Regions from separate parts of the Mus musculus genome. Here all the other regions are linked to region 3. The links are chromatin contacts, called in public HiChIP or PLAC-seq maps. All regions are on one chromosome and are shown on one strand. Each heading gives the region's core, a stretch centred on a gene start, on an enhancer-like site or on the middle of the called end of the contact. The rest is flanking DNA. Distances are from core to core; before and after follow the strand shown. Region 1 holds the start of Trim65 (tripartite motif-containing 65). Region 2 holds the start of Fbf1 (Fas (TNFRSF6) binding factor 1). Region 3 overlaps Srp68 (signal recognition particle 68).

The links. HiChIP or PLAC-seq counts read pairs in DNA pulled down with a chosen protein or histone mark.
Region 1: a contact with region 3 is called in an HNF4G HiChIP or PLAC-seq map of pancreatic cancer cells. The contact joins the promoter of Trim65 here to the enhancer-like site in region 3. A contact is called at or near these places in 7 of 39 promoter capture datasets (the C10 cell line, the SN4741 cell line, cranial neural crest and 2 more), 1 of 484 Hi-C or Micro-C datasets (bone marrow-derived macrophages), 6 of 115 datasets of contacts at active chromatin or transcription factors (CD8 T cells, the SCID.adh cell line, embryonic forebrain and 3 more) and 2 of 9 other capture datasets (adipose tissue and pancreatic islet).
Region 2: a contact with region 3 is called in an HNF4G HiChIP or PLAC-seq map of pancreatic cancer cells. The contact joins the promoter of Fbf1 here to the enhancer-like site in region 3. A contact is called at or near these places in 2 of 39 promoter capture datasets (3T3-L1-derived adipocytes and embryonic stem cells), 4 of 484 Hi-C or Micro-C datasets (female germline stem cell-derived STRA8 germ cells, germline stem cells, granulocyte-monocyte progenitors and 1 more), 2 of 115 datasets of contacts at active chromatin or transcription factors (embryonic stem cells and pancreatic cancer cells) and 3 of 9 other capture datasets (adipose tissue, liver and pancreatic islet).

Annotation. Positions count from the first base shown.
Region 1 is chr11:116,129,500-116,132,928 of GRCm38.p6, forward strand. It overlaps Trim65 (tripartite motif-containing 65), which reads right to left and starts at 1,629. Exons shown (of 6, transcript NM_178802.4): 1 at 1,087-1,629. The coding sequence starts at 1,506. It overlaps Mrpl38 (mitochondrial ribosomal protein L38), which reads right to left. Exons shown (of 9, transcript NM_024177.3): 7 at 3,244-3,402; 8 at 2,921-3,057; 9 at 2,318-2,631. The coding sequence ends at 2,495.
Region 2 is chr11:116,166,230-116,169,494 of GRCm38.p6, forward strand. Fbf1 (Fas (TNFRSF6) binding factor 1) reads right to left here and starts at 1,949. Exons shown (of 31, transcript NM_172571.3): 1 at 1,323-1,949; 2 at 904-999.
Region 3 is chr11:116,253,532-116,256,990 of GRCm38.p6, forward strand. Srp68 (signal recognition particle 68) reads right to left here. Exons shown (of 16, transcript NM_146032.3): 9 at 771-869. Among named protein-coding and RNA genes, the nearest start is that of Evpl, 17 kb to the left of the region's middle. Within about 2 kb of position 1,255, at least 134 of the 459 cell types and tissues checked have an H3K27ac peak or open chromatin away from gene starts, as enhancers often do. A contact at or near this core is called in CD8 T cells, the SCID.adh cell line, the SN4741 cell line and 4 more, where this site is marked.

The DNA of each region.
Region 1 (3,429 bases), core at 379-2,878, 120 kb before region 3:
CCTCGTTGGTTTCAGCCTGCCTGTGCTAGTCTTCCACAGCCACTCAGCTCCCTCCCTTCCCATCCCTGTCCCTGTCCCTGTCCCCGTCCAGTCACTCCTCCACTCCCTGTCCACGGCCTCTCGGTCCATGCACTACAGTCCTGGTCCTCTCGCTCCATCTCCTCCGTCTCATCCCTGGTAATCTCAGCCTCACTTCTTGGCTGTGATGGCCATGGGCAAGGACATAGGCCACCATGGTACCAATTCCGTGGTCACTTTTGCCTTTAACTAAAACCTCTCAGCAGCCTGGGGCACCTGGAGAACTCTCCCTCCTGTAACTGCTTGTGCCCTGGCCGCCATCTCTACAGCTTTGTCAGGATGTAATCCCCTGCCCAACAAATTTCCACTCCTTCTAGGGATACCATAGCGACTTCTTTCACTTCACTGTCCGCATCTCTTCCCAGCTCTCAGTAGATGTCTGTGCCCCCACCCCTGTCTGTGTACCCCACACACTGCATATCCCAAACCAGCTACTCTCTACCCAACCTCAGCACACAGCAGCCCGGTCTCCCGAAGAAACCCTTGTCCTGCGTCTTACTCTCTCCACTGGGCACCGGGCTCCCACTCACTTCTCATTTCTTTTGTTTTGCAGCTGAGACCTCCTTCCTCTTACCCCTCATCTCTTACCCCCTCCACACCCCAGCTGGGGCTCAGACTCCAGAAAGCAGAAATCTGATGACATCATCACCCTGTCTCAGCTTGGAAAGGCACTGCACATCCCTAGAGGAAGAGTCACGACCACCATGCAGACTGGCCCTGCTGACTCTACATTCACGTTTTGCTGAGACTCTATCTGACCCTTGAGTAGATCCTTCAGTCTCTGAAGGGCAGAAATCACACTTACTGAATGCTGGCCACCTTAGCGAATGGGGCTGCCAGCCCTGACCTAACACTCTGGCTCTACTTTATTCAGAGGACCTGGGGAGAGCTGCGTGCAGCAGTCAGGTGCACGTGCCCTCTGGGTTCATATGGGAACCCGCAGATCCTGCTGCAGCCCCTGGCCCTGGCCACAAGCAGTTTCGGCCCTCGGAGAGGCCCTTCCCGCACCTCGCGCACGCGGCGCTCCACGTCCAGCAGCGCCCGCTCGTGGTGGCTGCAGTCGTGCACCGTGCACGCGCTGCACACGCAGAGGCCCTCCGTGCGACAGAAGAACTCGAGCGGCCTCCCGTGGCGCAGGCAGCGAGCGCTGTGGCTTGTGGCGGAGTCCCGGCGCGGAGTCACGGCGGGCGGCGCCGGCAGAACGGGCAGCGCCTGCAGCAAGGTGCTCATCTTCACGTTGCGGGACAGCTTGGCGCCCTCGGGGAAGGGCTGGCGACATTCCGGACACGACTTTTCGCAGGAACGCCATGAATCCTGGATGCAGTTCCCGCAGAAGCTGTGCCCGCAGGGCAGCGTCACCGGGTCCCGGTAGCGACCTAAGCAGATGGAGCAAGTCACCACGTCCTCCTCCAGCAACTGAGCGGCCATGGCGGAAGCGAGGCCCAGTGCTCAGATCTCTTAAAGGGGCCGAGGCTACCAGTGCGAGCACTACGTTGGGGAAGACAGTCCAGGAAGTCGCGGCAGTGCGCAGCCTGGTGCACTAGAACGTTCCTTGGCAGGGATCCAAGTCACCCTTGCTTGCCCGCCTTCTGACGCACTGGGAGCTGGGGCGCGGCTCCCTCCGGTCCACCCTGACTATTTGTGTTCCTTCCCTAGACTCTTTTTTGGGGGGGAGGAGTGGGTGGGAGGGTTTCGAGACAGGGTTTCTCTGTGTAGCCCTGGCTGTCCTGGAACTCACTTTGTAGACCAGGCTGGCCTCGAACTCAGAAATCCGTCTGTCTCTGCCTCCTGAGTGCTGGGATTAAAGGCCCAGGGCATGGTGTCTGTTCACAGCAGTAAAACCCTAAGACAGGCTACTGTCATCTCCTCTACAGCTGAGCAGAGCAGATGGGAGTTCCAGGGTCCCCAAAGGCAGTATGAATCAGAGATCACTCCTAATGGAGTAGGCAGAACTGATTTGTTTCTAGGCCTCTAGCCTCACAGTGGGGGCTCCAGGCCTTGGTGGGGGCTGAAATATGCTAAGGTAACAAGCAATCTGTTGCTAGGTCTGACAGGGGCAGGACTTTCTCCTCGAGGAGGTTCTGATCCCGGGGCTGTCTTTCACAAAGATCACAGGCTGGGCAAAGGTTCACTTTTCATGTGTACCCCCAGCTACCGGGCTGCTGGGCACCTTCTGCTCACCCACAGAGCACTAAAGCTTCACTAAAAGGGTCTGGGTGCCCGAAAGTGAAGACATATTGGCATCAGGAAAAAAGTATTTTATTCACATAGAATCGAGGCACATCCACAAGCCCCTGGGTGTCCTGGGAGAGGCCAGCATGGGACTGTCTCAGTTGGCTTCAGATGGCTCTCTCCGGAGGTGTGACCTTCCAGCTGCTGCGACAGTTCCCCCTCGGAGATGAATGTACTGAGTCTCTCAGTAGATTCCATAGGTGGGCTCATGACTGTCCCTGTATCGGTCCAGATAGCGTAGGGGCTGCTCGTGGGGGAAGCGCTTCTGTTTGGGGTGGTAAGGGGGTGGCCGTACAAATTCAAACACAGGTTCCCGCATGTCTGCAAGAAAAGTAAGGGGAGAGTGGTGGACTTCTGCTGACCTGGGCCTCCTTCCTTGCCTGTGAGGCTGGAGTTCTGCCAGGGACTTTTTTGGGTTTTTCGAGACAGGGTTTCTCTGTGTATCCCTGGCTGTCCTGGAACTCAGAAATCCGCCTGCCTCTGCCTCCCGAGTGCTGGGATTAAAGGCATGCGCCACCACCGCCCGGCTCACCCTGGCTTTCAAAGGCCATCTCCTGGCATGGCAGGAAAGGTCTTTATCCCCAGGCCTGCCTGACCACTAAGCCCTTACCTAGAAGCTGGTGGAAGGTGTGGGTGACAGAGTCATCCCAGCGGCACTGGAAAAAAGCCAGACCGGCTGGAGTCATGGCTTCCTGGTGTCTCTTGTAGAAATCAAAAGTGCGGAAGGTCCTCTGGGCCAGCTGGTAGCTATGAGGAGATGGGCAGCATGTGAGGGGAGGGAGCAGGCAGGCAATCCTGGGAAACCCCTGGAGTGCACCCAGCACGCGGGACTGCTGCCAAGCGCAAGACCTACACCAAGAGCAGGAAAGAGCAAGAGCCACCATCCCAGAGAGCTGGCTTGAGGCTCAGGGGACAAACAGGGGTGTCGCTTACCAGGGTGAGGGACGGGTGTCCTCTGAGAAGTTGATTGGCTTGTCCTGCTTGAAGAGCAAGAAGGCAAAGCGGTGGAAGCCAGAGCCTCGAGCAGGGAAAGGAGGGAGGTAGGGACATGTCTCCTGTCCTTCAGCCACTCTGTTGCTTGGGATGTTGGTTCTGGTAGGAGGAAAATACCCATTAGTT
Region 2 (3,265 bases), core at 699-3,198, 87 kb before region 3:
AGCAAATTCAGGGCCAACCTGGGCTACGCAAGTCTCAAAAATAAATAAATACACATAAATAAAAGGTAGAATTCAGCATTTCCCAGTGCTTGGCTCCAAGGCTCTTAAGAATCCTTCACTTAAGAGATCAAAACCCAGCAGGGTAGCAGTGGTTCATGCCTTTAATCATAGCACGCAGGAGGTAGAGGCAGGCAGATCTCAGAGCGTGAAGCCAGCCTGGTTTACAGCGCAAGTTCCAGGACAGCCAGGAATTGGTCAAACCTATTTCTATAATCCCAGAATTCCTGAATTGAATGCCATTCAGTGAGTAAAGGTGCTATTGCCAGCAGGCCTGCCTATCTGAGTTGGATAGCCCAGGACACGCATTATGGAGGTAGAGAATTGACTCCTGCAAGTCTTCCTTTTACCTCCATGTGCGTGTGTGCTCCACTACGCCAGATGAGTAAGTAAAGTTCAAAAAGAATTCCTGAGGTGGGTATGATCATACACACTTAGCGGCAACCCTAGAACTTGGCAGGAAAATCACAAGTTCTAGGCCAACCTGAGGTATGTAATAGAAAAAGCAGTCTGGAGGTGGTAGCACTTAGGAGGCAGAGGCAAGTGGATTTCTGGGTTTGAGGCCAGCCTGGTCTACAGAGTGACTGCTAGGACAGCCAGAGCTACACCGAAAAACCCTGACAAACAAATCAAAAGAGACAGAGATGAGTATTTGAGCTGGACTGGATCCCCAGTACCCATAGGGGCTTACAAACTGTCACTCCCATCGGGGACAGATGAATGGATCGATGTGTTTTTTGATTGCCCAGACATGCATGTGGTGCACAGACAGACACACAGACAAAACACCCATACGCATAAAATTAAAATTTTAAAAAGAAGAAAAAGTTAGGCAGTGCTTCATACCTGCAATCCCAGCACTTGGGAGGCTGAAGCAGGATTGCTGAGTTAGGGGCCAGCTTGAATGATATATATAGTGAATTCTTGGGCTAGGGTAAGCTCCTGCCGCAAGAAACAGATTGGGGGAGGGGTGGGAGGGAGAGAGAATACATGAGGATTCCTTATTCACTTATCGGCCTTTCCTTGGCTTGGAGAGTATTTTAAAAGTAGACCATATCCTTTACCCTGGAAGTGGTGACAAGTGGAGCCATTTGGAAAGAGAAACCACATCCGGACTCAAATCCCTTGCCAGGAAACTCTCTATAGGCTGCATCTAGCACAAAGCCTGACAGTGAGTTCACATATGATAAACATTTCATACAGGGAACAGAATTTCTCAGCATTTCCTACCTCCTCTTTGTCTCTTACACTTCACCCAAACCCACCTTCACGTGCCTAGGAAGAAAGGCAGCTGGGGCGCTCATCTGTCTTCTCGGTGTGCCTAGTCTCTTATTAAAATGCAAAGTGTATCTGGGGTTGTGGACACAGGGGAATGCTTGTGTTTCTCCTGTGCAATGGCAACTTTAGCGATCTACAAGTCCAAACGCGTTTTCGCTCATATCACATCAAAGAATTTCTGCTATCTCCTATGCATTCCGTCGCAGCTTCCCAGACAGGGCCGGGGGTACATTTTCTAGGGGCAGCTTGTAATGGCCAAAGTGTTCCAGAATATTGTCACGTCTTCACATATTCAACCAACTCCATGAAGGCATTTTAAAATCCGCGAGCCCGCCCCTCAGCCACAGCGGGTCCCGGAGTGTAGCGCCAGGCCAGGCATTGTGCCTCTCAATGTTCCATCCCCCGCGCGCCCATCCCGTCTGAATCCAGACACAGCCGAGCTTCTCCCTAGTCCCTAGGGGCCCTGTTAAGAGCTGTCCTTTCAGAAACAAGGCCACGGAAACCAAGCCCAACCAGATCCCAGGGTTCCGACTCCACTCAGTGCGCTCCGTTCGGCCAGGCCTACCACCTCTCCGCCGGCGACAGTCCCACCTCGCAGCCTCTGGCCTCAAATAGACGGTGGCGTGGAGGATTCTAGGAACTGTAGTCCGTCGCCCGTTCACTAGCGGGCCGAACCACAGGACTTGACCGGAAGGACTACATCTCCCAGCGTGCCCCGCAGCGGGGGCAAGGCGTCTGTTGGATGCTCCGCGAGTTGCTAGGAGCTGTCTCAACGTCACTCCCGTGAAGCGCGGGGAAAGCATCTCCCGACTAGGTGCAAGGGAGTTCCTCAAGTTCGGAGGGCTAATTGGTGACCATGATCTTCTTCTTGATCAATCATAAGGTCAAAGCTGCTCTGTCAGAAGACCCAAAACTATCAACAAAGGCACACAGTGGACATGCCACGCCCAGAATCATAGCGTTTGAAACCTAGGCTAGACCTAGATTGTCAATTTCCTAGGTCAAAACTGGCTGTTGAGACCAGCTACATAATAGTGTCTCGGAATTAACACAACACACTTTCTTAGGTGCAATCCAAAGAAGGAGTAAATAAATCTCTAGCCAGAGGCAAGGTGGTGCTCTGCCAACACAGATGCTCCAACTCTCTACAAATTTAATTTTAAAAAATTGTTTTATATGTGCTGATGTTTAGATCGAGTCCACCCTCCATTGTACTATTGTACCTGCTCCAAATCTTCCCATAGCTGTTTCCTCCCCAACTTCATGTGTTCTTATAGAAAAGAACTTAGTGCCTTGAACCCAAGACTACCAGCCCAGGGATGGCACCACTCACCATGGGCTAGGCCCTCCCCCATTGATCACTAATTGAGAAAATGCTTTACAGCTGGATCTCATGAAGGCAATTACTCATCTGATGCTTTTTCCTCTCTGATGACTCTAGGGTGTGTCAGGTTATACACAAAATCAGCTAATACACCTGTCTTACAAGGAAAGAGAGGAGAAGGAAGAAGGAAGAGGAGGAAGAAGAGAAGGAAGAGGAGGAGGAAGAGAAGAAGGAAGAAGAGGAGGAGAAGGAAGAGGAGGAGGAGGACAAGGAGGGGGAGGAGGAGGGAGAGGAGGGGGAGGAAGAAGAGGAGGAGGAAGAGGAGGGGGAGAAAGGAGGAGGAGGAGGGGAAGGAAGAGGAGGAGGAGGAGAGGGGAGGAAGAGGAGGAAGAGGAGGAAGGGGGAGGAAGAGGAGGAGGAGGAGGTGGAAGAGGAGGGGAGGGAGAATCTTGTATACAGTTTGTAGGAGGGAAATGGAACAGACTCAGGAGAAAGCAACCATACCACGGATGATGTCGGCCGGAAGCTAATCAAGCAGTGCTGCCTAAAAGGGACACAGGTTCTCTCAGGGACACCACATAAAAGGGACACAGGTTCTCTCAGGGA
Region 3 (3,459 bases), core at 5-2,504:
ACCAGTACCCTAAGCCACCCACATCCTTGACCTCCAGCATCCATGGAGATGTTACTGCATGTGGTAGAAGAGACTCTGGGTGGGAATATTTAAGTGTTTTTCAATTACTAAACTGCAGTCCTCCTGCCTCTGTCTACAGAATGTTACAACTACAGGTGTGCACCACCTCACCTTTAGAGCCATCTCAGTCTACGTTAAAATGCTACTTAAGAACAGGTAGAAACTAGTCATGGCTTCAGCTTCTGTAAACCCAGCTCTCAGGAGCTGGAGAGATGGCTCAGCGGGTAAGAGCACTGACTGCTCTTCCGAAGGTCCCGAGTTCAAATCCCAGCAACCACATGGTGGCTCACAGCCATCTGTAATGAGATCTGACATCCTCTTCTGGTGTGTCTGAAGACAGCTACAGTGTACTTACATATAATAAATAAATAAATCTTTAAAAAAAAAAATCCCAGCCCTCCACAGGCTGAGGTAGTGGGATCATCTGTAGGGGACACACACGAGGGAGGGAGACTCTAGGGTGTGGTATAAAGTGGGAAGGACCTCAGTAAGGCACCATTAGGAAAGGCGGTGCCCCTGGAGACAAGGGGCTGAGACCACTGGATGACTCAAGAATGGCCAGAGAATGAAGTATGAAGTGTGAACCGGAGCCCAGAGGCCTCTACTGCTTACAAGCTGATCACATCTACAAATGGCCCAAGGCCCAGTGATGACCCCTGGGAGCACCCCGAGGACAGCTCAGACTGGGGGAGGACAGGAGATGGGCTGACCTGATCGGGCTTGAGCTCTTCCCTCACGGCTTGGAGGGCGTCTCGGCACTCACTCAGCATGGACTCGAACAGACGCTCCTTCGTTTCTTCACTTTCAGCCTACACAGTGGCAAAATGGAGCAAGAGACTGTTTTGAGCAGATTGGAGGAGGCACGGCATCGCATGGCTCAGAGGTGCCGTATGCAAACCTTTACAATCTGAGCCAACCTGCAGTTTCTGGTTTCTTTCAGATTCGAGCAAAAGACAGAAATTTCTAATCAATATCCAACCAAGAAGATATTTCTCCTAAATATAAGACTAAATTGTCTTCTCTAGACATTCTGGGTCCATTGTTGTACATGGCCAACTCTTTGAGAACAACTTCTGGGCAGAAATGGTTGACAAGAAAGAGGCGACAGTATTCGCCCAGTACTAGGTGTCACCCTCACTACACTGCTCGATAAACCACAAAGTGACTCATTAACTGAATGCCTGCCACACCATGTTTCCAACCGAAAGAACCTGACTGAGCAGGGAAGCCACAAAAGGCAGGAAGCAGATGGCCCTGTGCCACCGGCGAGCAGACCCACTGAAGTGAAAGCGTTAGCATTCCACGGTCATGTTTGACTTTCCACAGAACTAACAGGCAGCCTGAAAAACACCAGCCTTCAACTGGCCTCTCAGGACCACAGAAGCCCGCCCAGAACACCCTCCACTCCTGTGAGAGGAGAAGGAGCCCAGATAAAAATTTCTGAAGATCTCTTGTGTTTTCCCTACATTCTAGTGTAAGGAAATAACTGTAAATTGCCCCATACATACCACACAGACGCTGCCACTTACGGGCCACCTGACTTTCCTGTCCCTTACTAACTTGGGAAACAAATCAGGACCATGGCCTCCGGTACCCTGAAGGCAAACACCACCCCATCAGCTAGCTCACTTCCCACCAGAGCAGTGCCTGCTGTCCAACAGACGTCAGGATGGACAGCTGCTCTAGCCGAGGTCGGCCATGCAGCGGGCATCAGTGTGGACTGCTGGGACCATGGTACATTACATAGAACAAACACAGCAAGGTGCTGTCCTGTCTGCTGTGACTCCAGAGAAGACTCCCTTTCCTCACCGAATCAGACTCTGAGGTTCCAGTGGAACTGTGAAAACCGAGTAAGACAGGTAAACCCCTGTGGAGCCACCGCAGAAAGGGTCAGCCCTAGAACCCACAAATCCGCAGCAGCACTGCTTCAGGTGGGCGGGGCTGAGCTGTCTGGCCGTGGGCAGTAAATGAGGATCTGTCTTCCCTCCTATCGGTAGGAAAAGTTCACATTTAAAATCAGAGGATGCACTCTTGGCTTCTTGCTCTCTGTTTTCTTCCTCCTGCTCCCCCCTCCATTCCTCTCCTCCTCCATCCCCCTCCACTGCTCACAGCTGGCCTCTACTCCTCTACTCTCTCTCTGCCTTTCTGTCTCTACTACCCCCTCAACTCCCCTCACAGTGCCCTGAATAAACTCTATTCTCTACTATTAAAAAAAAAAAAAAAAAAAAAAAATCAAAGGATGCCAGAACGCTAAGCCTCGTCACTGCCTCTGCGGTCGCCTCGGCACCAGAGCGCTGAAGACAAACTTCCGATGCTCCCCCACATTCTATGTCTCAGTAAGGATTTATGAAGATATTCCACAACAACCAAGGAAAAGGTTATGTCTGACGGGAAGGACTTAGTGGGATGTTTTCCACGTGCCACCCACAATGCTGAGTGACTCAGAGACCACCAGTATCTGAGAACTTGCCACGGATCTTCCTGCCTAGGGCAAAATGTCTCCAAACAGGAAGTCTTCATATATTTACGGCTCTCATTTACTCTAGAACCTATACTTGATGCCAAGGTGACTCCCACAGGGAGACACGCCTTTCAACATGCAGGGGCAGGACTGCACTCCACATCCCAGCCTGCCACATCTGCTACCGAGCCAGTACTCAATGGCACACTCCCTGCATAGAAACATGTGGCCCACTGGACCCTGTTCCCGGTGTGCCAATGGCAGTGTCTAGAGCTTGGAAATGATGACCTGCCTGCTCATCTCAATCAATCAACGGAACTCCTCTGGGCCAGCCAGTGCAGGGACACGGCACCACAGTGTCTCCCCCTATTATAGACACTGCTGGGTTGTTTTCACTGGCTGACAGGAATCTTGGGGAGATGGTGGTGTGTGACTAAGAGACACACAGGCAAGCCTGGCCACATTCTCTCTCCACCACACCCACAGGAGAATCATGGGGATAGGAACCAAGTCTCACCCAACCTGAGAGAGAGGCTCAGAAGAAAAAAAGATAAGGAAATAAAGAAAGGGGGTTTGGTTGTTGTTGTTTCTTTCCTTTAAAAAAAAGGGTGGGGGGGAGCGGGCTGGAGAGATGGTTCAGTGGTTAAGAGCACTGACTGCTCTTCCAGAGGGCCTGAGCAATCACCATTACACAACCATCTGTAATGGGATCCAATGCCCTCTTCTGTTATGTCTGAAGACAGCTACAGTGTACTCACATACATGAATAAACAAATCTTTAATAAAAAGAATTGAAAATTTTATTTAAAAAATGGGGGTAAGGGTAGGAAGGTAAGTGCTGTCCATTTTACTCAGACTCCAAAAAGCTGGGTCAGGTTACCTGGTGAAGGGGAAGGCCAATCATTGGGACTTGCATGATAGAAGAAGGGAACTGACTT